2 separate regions of the Cricetulus griseus genome follow, and region 2 is linked to region 1. Evidence: chromatin contacts called from public Hi-C data. All regions are on one chromosome and are shown on one strand. The core of a region is the stretch at or near the end of the contact, and the rest is flanking DNA. Distances in the headings are between cores, read along the strand shown. Region 1 overlaps LOC113834187 (chondroitin sulfate proteoglycan 4). Region 2 holds the start of Snx18 (sorting nexin-18).

The links. A called contact is a pair of places that touch in the nucleus more often than the background predicts.
Region 2: a Hi-C map of the CHO-K1 cell line shows a contact between it and region 1, with 6 times the contacts expected there. The contact joins the promoter of Snx18 here to the enhancer-like site in region 1. A contact is called at or near these places in 4 of 8 Hi-C or Micro-C datasets (the CHO-K1 cell line, fibroblasts and liver).

Annotation. Positions count from the first base shown.
Region 1 is chr2:331,179,046-331,183,393 of CriGri-PICRH-1.0, reverse strand. All of the region lies in intron 10 of LOC113834187 (chondroitin sulfate proteoglycan 4), which reads right to left. Among named protein-coding and RNA genes, the nearest start is that of Esm1, 110 kb to the right of the region's middle. Within about 2 kb of position 2,038, at least 1 of the 6 cell types and tissues checked has open chromatin away from gene starts, as enhancers often do.
Region 2 is chr2:331,444,509-331,449,037 of CriGri-PICRH-1.0, reverse strand. Snx18 (sorting nexin-18) reads left to right here and starts at 2,829. Exons shown (of 2, transcript XM_027401442.2): 1 at 2,829-4,529. The coding sequence starts at 2,990.

The DNA.
Region 1 (4,348 bases), core at 789-3,288:
AAACCCTTAGCCAACTTCATCAACTCTCTCTCTCTCTCTCTCTCTCGTCTCTCTCTCTCTCTCTCTCTCTGTGTGTGTGTGTGTGTGTGTGTGTGTGTGTGTGTGTGTGTGTGTGTGTGCTTTCCTTGGGACATTTAAATTCTTGTCATTCATTCGTTTTCTTCCTTTGTGACCATGACTTTGGATGACCACAGCAGTCATAAAGTGAGTCGGCCAGGTCTGAAAGAAGATAACTACTGTTCACCATCCCAACCTACTTTCTAGCCTAGAAGGGCAAATCCATATGGAGGGGCAATGAGCAGGTGGGGTTAACTTGGCTGGCAGAACTGAAATGATGAAGACTTCAAAGCTGAGGACAGCAAGCAGGCTTCCCTGCCTGGAAGACAGAAGACTCTTAATGTAGTAAAACATCCTGACAGTATTTGGAGAGTAGGGTGTGGGTTGTTATAGGTGGTAGCAACTTTGTCATAACCCTATGGTATCAGTTTCTAGGAGCTGAGGATTTAGATGAACCACTAGAACTTGACTCAGCTCATAAAATATCAAGTTTCAGTACTAGATGATGACTCAGTCAGTAAAGTGCAGGCAATCCCCAAAACCCATGTAAAAAGTCAGGTCTATCTTGCATGTGCCCATAATCCTAGCACTGGGGGTGAGGATGGGAGAATCCCTAGTGCTTATAGGCCAGTCAGCCAGGCTAGCCAAACTATGAGTTTCTGTCCAGTGAAAGACTATCTTTAAAAAATGAGGTGGAAACTTGGTTGAAGAAGATACCCAGTGTTGACCTATATTCTCCATATACATGTGCACATCCAACAAACACACACACACACACACACACACACACACACACACACACACACACACACGCGCATAAACATATATGCACAAAGGTCATGTTTCACCAGAAACATGGAGAAGCATTGCTCATCTATAAAAAAATATCTGGCTTTGCTAGTTTCATAGCTTGCAATGCCTTTCAATTGCCTAAAGTAATTAATACATTTTACACACCAACCTACTGTGCGAGAGTACGTGTGTGTGTGTGTGTGTGTGTGTGTGTGTGTGTGTGTGTGTGTGTGTGTGTTAGACACAAGGTATTTTGGTATTGCATATTCTATTTCATTTAACATATTATTAAAATACTTATTTGGAACCACAGGACCTGTAACCTCCAGATCATTCCCATTATGTGGTGTGATTCTGAGCTCAGACTACCCAGGCTCAAATCCCACTTTTACTTACTGTAAGGTATTTGTCAAGTGACTTCACCTTTCACTGCCTCAAATATTTATTATAAAACTCATTTGATTCCAAGGATTATTGAAAAAGTTAAATGAGAAATTATTTATCTAGTTAAGTGATACATTTATAGCTGAGCATGGCTCGTAAAGGAAGGAGGAGCTTGCAAATGTCAGCTGCTTCCTAGTATTATCTCTAGAAACCAAAAGAACAAAATTGCATCATACTGAGGGTTCCTATGCTCCGAAATCAACTCTCTTTGTGGAGCTGATTTCATTCTCTTTCTCCCACCATCTATTCCTGCCACTCCAAGTTTTTTCACAGCAGGCTTCCTTCAGACTGATCACCTTTGTTCTAGAATACTCCTTGACTAAGAAGACTCCTCCCTCTAATATGCATACAAACAAATCATGTAACAACCCCATGCCTATGTTCAGAGGAGTTCATAGGAGTGAACAGAAGATTCTTCTCCTTGGAGAGATCCACCTGTGGCCTGGCCCTAGGTTGGCACCTGAGACTGTTAGCCAGTTCTCTATACTGGCTTAAAATGTTCCCTGAACAATAATGGGCTCACGATGTCTAAACTGTGTGTGCACTGTGGTGTGTGGTGGACCCCTCCTTTTCTCCTGGGGGTCTGGGATTTAGGATCATACCAGACAGAAGGCACATGCCTACCTAATCAGTCCCAGAAAATATCTTGGCCGCTTGGTAACTAACAAGCTTTGTGGTAGAAGCCACTTTACATGTGTTGTCACAACTCACTGGGCCAATTGACTGTGTCCCTCCCGTGTGACTTCACTGGAAAAGCACTTAGAGAGCTGACCTAGTTTCCTCTGGACTCCACCCCGTGAGCTGCTTCCCTTTGCTGATTTTGCTTCATTTGTTTCCATGAAATAAATCTTAGTCACAGCATGCCAAGTCCTGGATGCCTCTGCCAATCCCACCTAGGGGAGGCCTTGGTTCCCCAAACACACATGCTCCCTTAGAAAGGTGCTATCCTGGGAGAGATCTTCCCTCCACAATTTCAGTGTTCTCTGACCAGAATCATCCTTCATGGTGGAGAGAGCATCCAGAACAGAGACACTTGGCTTCAAGGTCACTCCTTCCTTTATGACTACACTATGCTTTAATGCCTTTGGCAGTGCCTTGGGAGGACTATGAAAACAATACCAGTTACAGAAGGGACCAGGACTCAGTGAACATTCAATAGATGTAAATTTTTATAGCAGTGTTTAACCATCGTTGACAGCTATAGCGTCTTCCAGTAGCTAATGGGTCACTTGTCAGATGACTCTGCAAGCAACCTCTGTGGGAACTGCTACAGGAGAGCCTGTGTGGGGGAGATAGACAATTGTGACTGAAAATGGGAGGTTCAGATGTGTGCTAGCCAGTACATAGCATTCAAGGAGAACGGGGTAAAGACTGCAAAGAAAACTCACACTAACATGTCCCAAAGACACAAGTACCTTCCTCATGAGATGCAGAGGCTAAATAACTCACCAAGCCACAAGATAACTGAAGCACTACAGGTCGTATTCCTATGTCCCATTGCCTTAAACAAATAATACCAAATACTGAAACTCCAGCCGTTTTTTTAACAATTCGAGAGGCCTGCTACCTACATTAGCCCCTGTTGGGCCCCTGGCCTGTTTACATGTGGATTAATAGGTCCTGGAATGCTTCATAAATTGAGGTCAGGGTTTACTGCTTCAGATTTCACTTTTATTCCTTTCTTCCTGTTCCTCCCTGTCACCCATCTGGCCACCACTGTCAACAAAGGGCCTTTGCTGCTTGGTCAATGGTCAGTCATAAATGGTGATGTGCTGTGCCATTCTGTGGCATGATGGGCCACACACTTGCTACTTAGAAAATAAGAGAAAGTACTTGGCTGGCATGAGCAAAGCCCTGGGAACCCCAACACCATTTAGACAGCAAATAACAACAACAACACCCTTTAAGTTAAAAAAAAAAGTTGATGTTTAAAATCCTACCTCAAAAAAAGCACACGGAACAAAGCATGAGGAGATTGTTAGAATTGAAGTCAATTAATTCACAGCCAACCCCTAATCAGGAACCTCATTTCCCCCTGAGTTTTAGTTTCCTAACTGAAAAGGAATGACAAATTTTTTAAATGACAGAATGTATCAAAAATGTACAAAGTAATATATATCCAAGCATGTATACACACATACATAAGTAGTATTATACTGCTGAATATACAATCCATAAATACACATTTTTGTTTTTATTTGACATTTACAAATTGAATATTTCCTTTCTCCGTTGAATCCAGTTTGTGTTGCTCAGCTATTTTAGGGGCTGGGGCCTGCCCTAGGGTGTGGTCAGCCTATCAGGGGGCATATCATTAAAAGAAACTGACTGTCCTTCTCCCAGTAGCTATCAAATGTCAATAGCTCTTCAGCTAAGCATGGGATTACAAGTCTATGTTGGGATTTTGTTTGGCCAGAGCTTTCAAAAGCTTGTGCAAGCTGTCACAATTGCTGTGGGTTCATATGTGCATCTGTCCTGCCATGTCTGGAAAACACTGTTTCCTTCATTTTACCAATCTTGCCATTCCCTCTTATAAAAAGATGGGATGCATGGTGGTTTGAATGAAAGTGGCCCCATAAGCTCATAAGGAGTGGCACTATTTGGAGGAGTGGCCTTGTTGGAGTTGATGTGGCCTTGTTGGAGGAAGTGTCTCACTAGGGATAGGCTATGAGGTTTCAGAAATTCAGCCAGGCCCAGTGTCTTATTCTCTCTTCCTGCTGCCTATGGATCCAGATGTAGAACTCTCAGCTCCTTCTCCAGCACCATGTCTAACTGCATGCTGCCATGCTTCCTACCATGAAGCTCTGGTCCTCACAGCTTTAGGTTTTTGTCGTGGCTTGAATAAAAACGGCCACCATGGAGAATGGCACTCTTAGGAGGTGTAACCTTATTGAAGTGGCCTTGTTAGAGGAAGTGTGTCCCTATGGAGGGTGGGCTTTGAGGTTTCAGAAGCTCAACCTAGGCCCAGTGTTTTACTCTTCTTTCCTGCTGCCTGAGGATCCAGGTATGGAACTCCCAGTCCCTCTCCAACACCATGTCTGCCTGCACTCTACCA
Region 2 (4,529 bases), core at 1,580-4,079, 260 kb before region 1:
GCAAAATTACAGTTATGAATAATTTTATGGTTGGGGGCCACCACAACACGAGGAGCTGTATTAAAGGATCACAGCATTAGGAAGGTTGAGAACCACTGCTCTAGAGGAGGGCTTCTCAACCTTTTCCCACTTAAGACTTTTTTATTCAAGAAAAATGTATACAACCTTAGATGTATAGCTATATATAATCATTATAAAAGTCATCTACTGATAAGTCAATTATTCCAGACAATTGAATTAAAGACAAAAGTTGCATTCTAATGAGATAAGTGTGTTTGTTCGTTTTTAAATAAGAATTACATCTTGGATGAATGTTTGCTACTGGAAGGAACATCATCTTCAATGATGTCAATCAATGAGTTGATTGACATTTGTTTCTATAATCATCAATTCTTCTGAATGTCATATATAGTGCAAAAATGGCACAAGTGTATTTAAGGTCATTTCACAAGTTGCTAGCAGCTCTATCCTAATCCCAAGTCAAATTCATTTAACGAATGTGTATTAACTTAAGTCAGAATTTTAAACAGCAGTAGTAAAATCACTGGAACAGAGTCTAAAGGGAATCTGACACATACATGGTGAGGAAGGTCGGCATGAAACAATTCTCTATTATGGTCCTATTAGATCAAAGAACTTTATATGCACACTAAAATCACCACTGCTCACAATACGAAATGGTCTTAAATCACAGCTAGGACACATGGGCAGTATTCACTGGCATTGCATGTCTGATGGCAGGCAGGCAACCTGCAAAGTGGGCTAGTAGTGTCTTCAAACCAAGGCTGCAGTGAAGTTGAACATGCGACATAGTTGAGTGCTGCTAGAAGCATTTCAGATCCATTATGTATTTGATTCTGAATTAATTATTTCTGTTTGTTGCCTGTCCAGGAAATTTTTACTGTCGCTAATTTTTTTCATGACCCCACATTCAGTTATGTGGCCTCTGTACGGGGTTTTAACCTGCAGTGTAAGAAACTGTCTTCTAGACATATGTTTTATAAATGCATTGTTCTATTCACTCCCTGGGTGAATGATTATAAATTATTAATTAAGTATAATTCCTCCATATCCATGGCCTGCTAGGGGTAGAGTATTCCCTACCATTCTGACCACAGGGCAAAACGCCATGACAGTTTGTTAGCATCTCTCCCAAACCCTTATGACTAAAAAGCATAAAGTCCTTAACCTGGCTCTCACATGCTGAGCTCTCACAGATGTGTGTGCCATTGGGCTATCAATAGACTCAACACCCTGGAGGTCTTTAGCTATTGCTTCCACAGTTGGTTCAACCTGAGATAAGCCCGAAGCTAAGGCAACTAACTCTTGAATCTAAAGTTTACTGACTCCACTGTGTTCTGTCTGGAACATTGCAGATGAACATCTCTCGAGTTCCTACATGATATAAGCTGCTTAGTTAGTGTCTTCATGTTTCTGATCATTCCAAGTGATAAAATAGAATCCCAGTGATTGCTGCATGAGAACTGTCACATACCGAAAAGGCTGCACTTCAGAATTACCTTCTGAGTTAAGGTTATGCATTAGGAGGCACAGTGGGAATCTGGTGTGCTGGTTAGGGGCTTACAACAGGAAGCTTAGATTACCACAGTCCTTAGGATAATGGACAATTCTGATCAGATACCCAGATTGTCATAGAAAGGGTCAGATTACAGGTTGAGATGAATGACTTGTGATTGGAGGCCTCCAGTTAGGGTTTCCTTCAAAGGATGGGGCTAGACTCAGTAAGGGCAGTATGAGAAAGTAAGCCTTGCGCAAATTATATATCGAAGGAAAAAGATAAAACAAGGCAACTCTCAGAGACTGGGGTTGATTAAAATCTTAGGAAGTGAGCTTGGGTCTACTTAACTATAAATTTATTGAGGAGAAGAGTGATCAGTATCCTCGGAGGAAATGTAAAGGTGTGAACATGAGGATCTTTCCTATTGTGTATCACACCTGTAACTGCAATTTTAGGACCCTTAATCTCTTTCGGAAAGAGGTCAGAAATTGTGCTTCCCTAGATAACACTAACTGCAAAGCAAACAACTGGACTGAGCTTACCGCATACATCATTTCCTTCACCTGTAAGATAAGATTGTCACTGAATCCACACAACTCTAGGAGTTAAGTGCAATGCAAGTAACTCGCTCAAGGTCATCGAGCTAGTAATGTCAGAACAGGGAATAACACCTGCAGCGTAGCTCCGAAGCTGAGCTCTCATTTGCGCACATGTCGAGTGCCAGCTCTCTGCACACTTGCTGGAAACTTTTCAGCTCCTCTCTCCCTGCACCACGCTTGCCCCTTGTCAAACAACGACCTTCCCGTCTCCTCTCCTTGCCAACAAGATCAGAGGGTACAGGAAGGAAAGGAGCTGTACCTCCAGTGAACACACCCCTGGCAAGGACATCCTTATCAGTGCAAAAGCTAATCTTCATTGTGAAAGTCTTTATTACACACGTGGGACTAAGCCATTTTAGGAACATTCTGTCCGAACCGTCAGAGAGGGAACGGCTATCGTGGATACAAACACTCACTTTCCAAGAGATGTTTTTTGACTAGAAAAACGAAACAACTTCAGAGAATTCACTTCTGAAAAGAAAACAAAAACAAATCCATTCGCCGCGTGGTCCACCCAAGCGCGCCCCTTTTCCACACCCGCCACGAGGGGGCAGCCGCGGCCGCGGAGTCGGCGCCGTCCTCGGCGCAGAGCTGCTCGGCTATCTCTTGCTTTTGTCTGGCACGAGGCTCTCGGCAATGGATTAGCTCCGCTGGGGACGTGGGAGGCCCGGGCCCCGCCCCCAGCCGCCGGCGGCGGCCCTGAGCAAGCCGCAGTCCTGGCTGCAAGCAGAGCGGATCGGCGCGGAGGGCGCGAGCGGAGAGGGGAGCGGACCGTGCACTGGCCTCAGAGCTCCCCTGGGCGCACAGGGGCGCGGGTACTGACCGCGGGGCCTTCGGGCCGGCCCGAGCTCGGGGCTCCGGGCTCGGGACCATGGCGCTGCGCGCCCGGGCACTCTATGACTTCAGGTCGGAGAACCCGGGAGAAATTTCCCTGCGGGAGCACGAGGTGCTGAGCCTGTGCAGCGAGCAGGACATCGAGGGCTGGCTCGAAGGGGTCAACAGCCGAGGCGATCGTGGCCTCTTCCCGGCTTCGTACGTGCAGGTGATCCGCGCGCCCGAGCCCGGCCCCCCTGCGGACGGCGGCCCTGGAGTGCCGGCCCGCTATGCCAACGTGCCGCCCGGTGGCTTCGAACCTCTGCCTGCCGCTCCGCCCGCCGCCTTCCAGCCGCTGCTGCAGCCGCAGGCGTCGCCGGGGTCCTTCCAGCCATCGGGCACCAGCTTCTCGTACGGCGGGGGCGCTCTGCAGCCGTCGCCGCAGCAGCTTTACGGCGGCTACCAGGCCAGCCAGGGCAGCGACGATGACTGGGACGACGAGTGGGACGACAGCTCCACGGTGGCCGACGAGCCGGGCGCACTGGGCAGCGGCGCGTACCCGGACCTCGACGGCTCGTCGTCGGCTGGCGGCGGCATGGCTGGTCGCTACCGCCTGTCCACACGCTCTGACCTGTCGCTGGGCTCACGCGGCGCTTCGGCGCCTCCGCAGCAGCATCAAGGGTCTGGAGCCAAGAGCTCAGCCACGGTGAGCCGTAACCTCAATCGTTTCTCCACCTTCGTCAAGTCGGGCGGGGAGGCCTTCGTGCTGGGCGAGGCATCGGGCTTCGTGAAGGATGGGGACAAGCTGTGCGTGGTGCTGGGGCCCTATGGCCCTGAGTGGCAGGAGAACCCCTACCCTTTCCAGTGCACCATCGACGACCCCACCAAGCAGACCAAGTTCAAGGGCATGAAGAGCTACATCTCTTACAAGCTGGTGCCCACGCACACCCAGGTGCCCGTGCACAGGCGCTATAAGCACTTTGACTGGCTGTACGCGCGCCTGGCCGAGAAGTTCCCGGTCATCTCGGTGCCCCACCTACCTGAGAAGCAGGCCACCGGGCGCTTCGAGGAGGACTTCATCTCCAAGCGCAGGAAGGGTTTGATCTGGTGGATGAATCACATGGCCAGCCACCCGGTGCTGGCACAGTGTGATGTCTTCCAGCATTTTCTGACCTGCCCCAGCAGCACGGACGAGAAGGCCTGGAAACAGGGTAAGCGAAAGGCTGAGAAGGATGAGATGGTGGGTGCCAACTTCTTCCTCACTCTGAGCACACCCCCTGCCGCCGCCCTGGATCTGCAGGAGGTGGAGAGCAAGATCGATGGCTTCAAGTCCTTCACCAAAAAGATGGACGACAGCGCGTTGCAGCTCAACCACACTGCCAACGAATTTGCGCGCAAGCAGGTGACTGGCTTCAAGAAGGAGTATCAGAAGGTGGGCCAGTCCTTCCGAGGCCTCAGCCAAGCCTTTGAACTGGATCAGCAGGCCTTCTCAGTGGGTCTGAACCAGGCCATCGCCTTCACCGGAGATGCCTACGATGCCATCGGCGAACTCTTCGCTGAACAGCCCAGGCAGGACCTGGACCCAGTCATGGACCTGT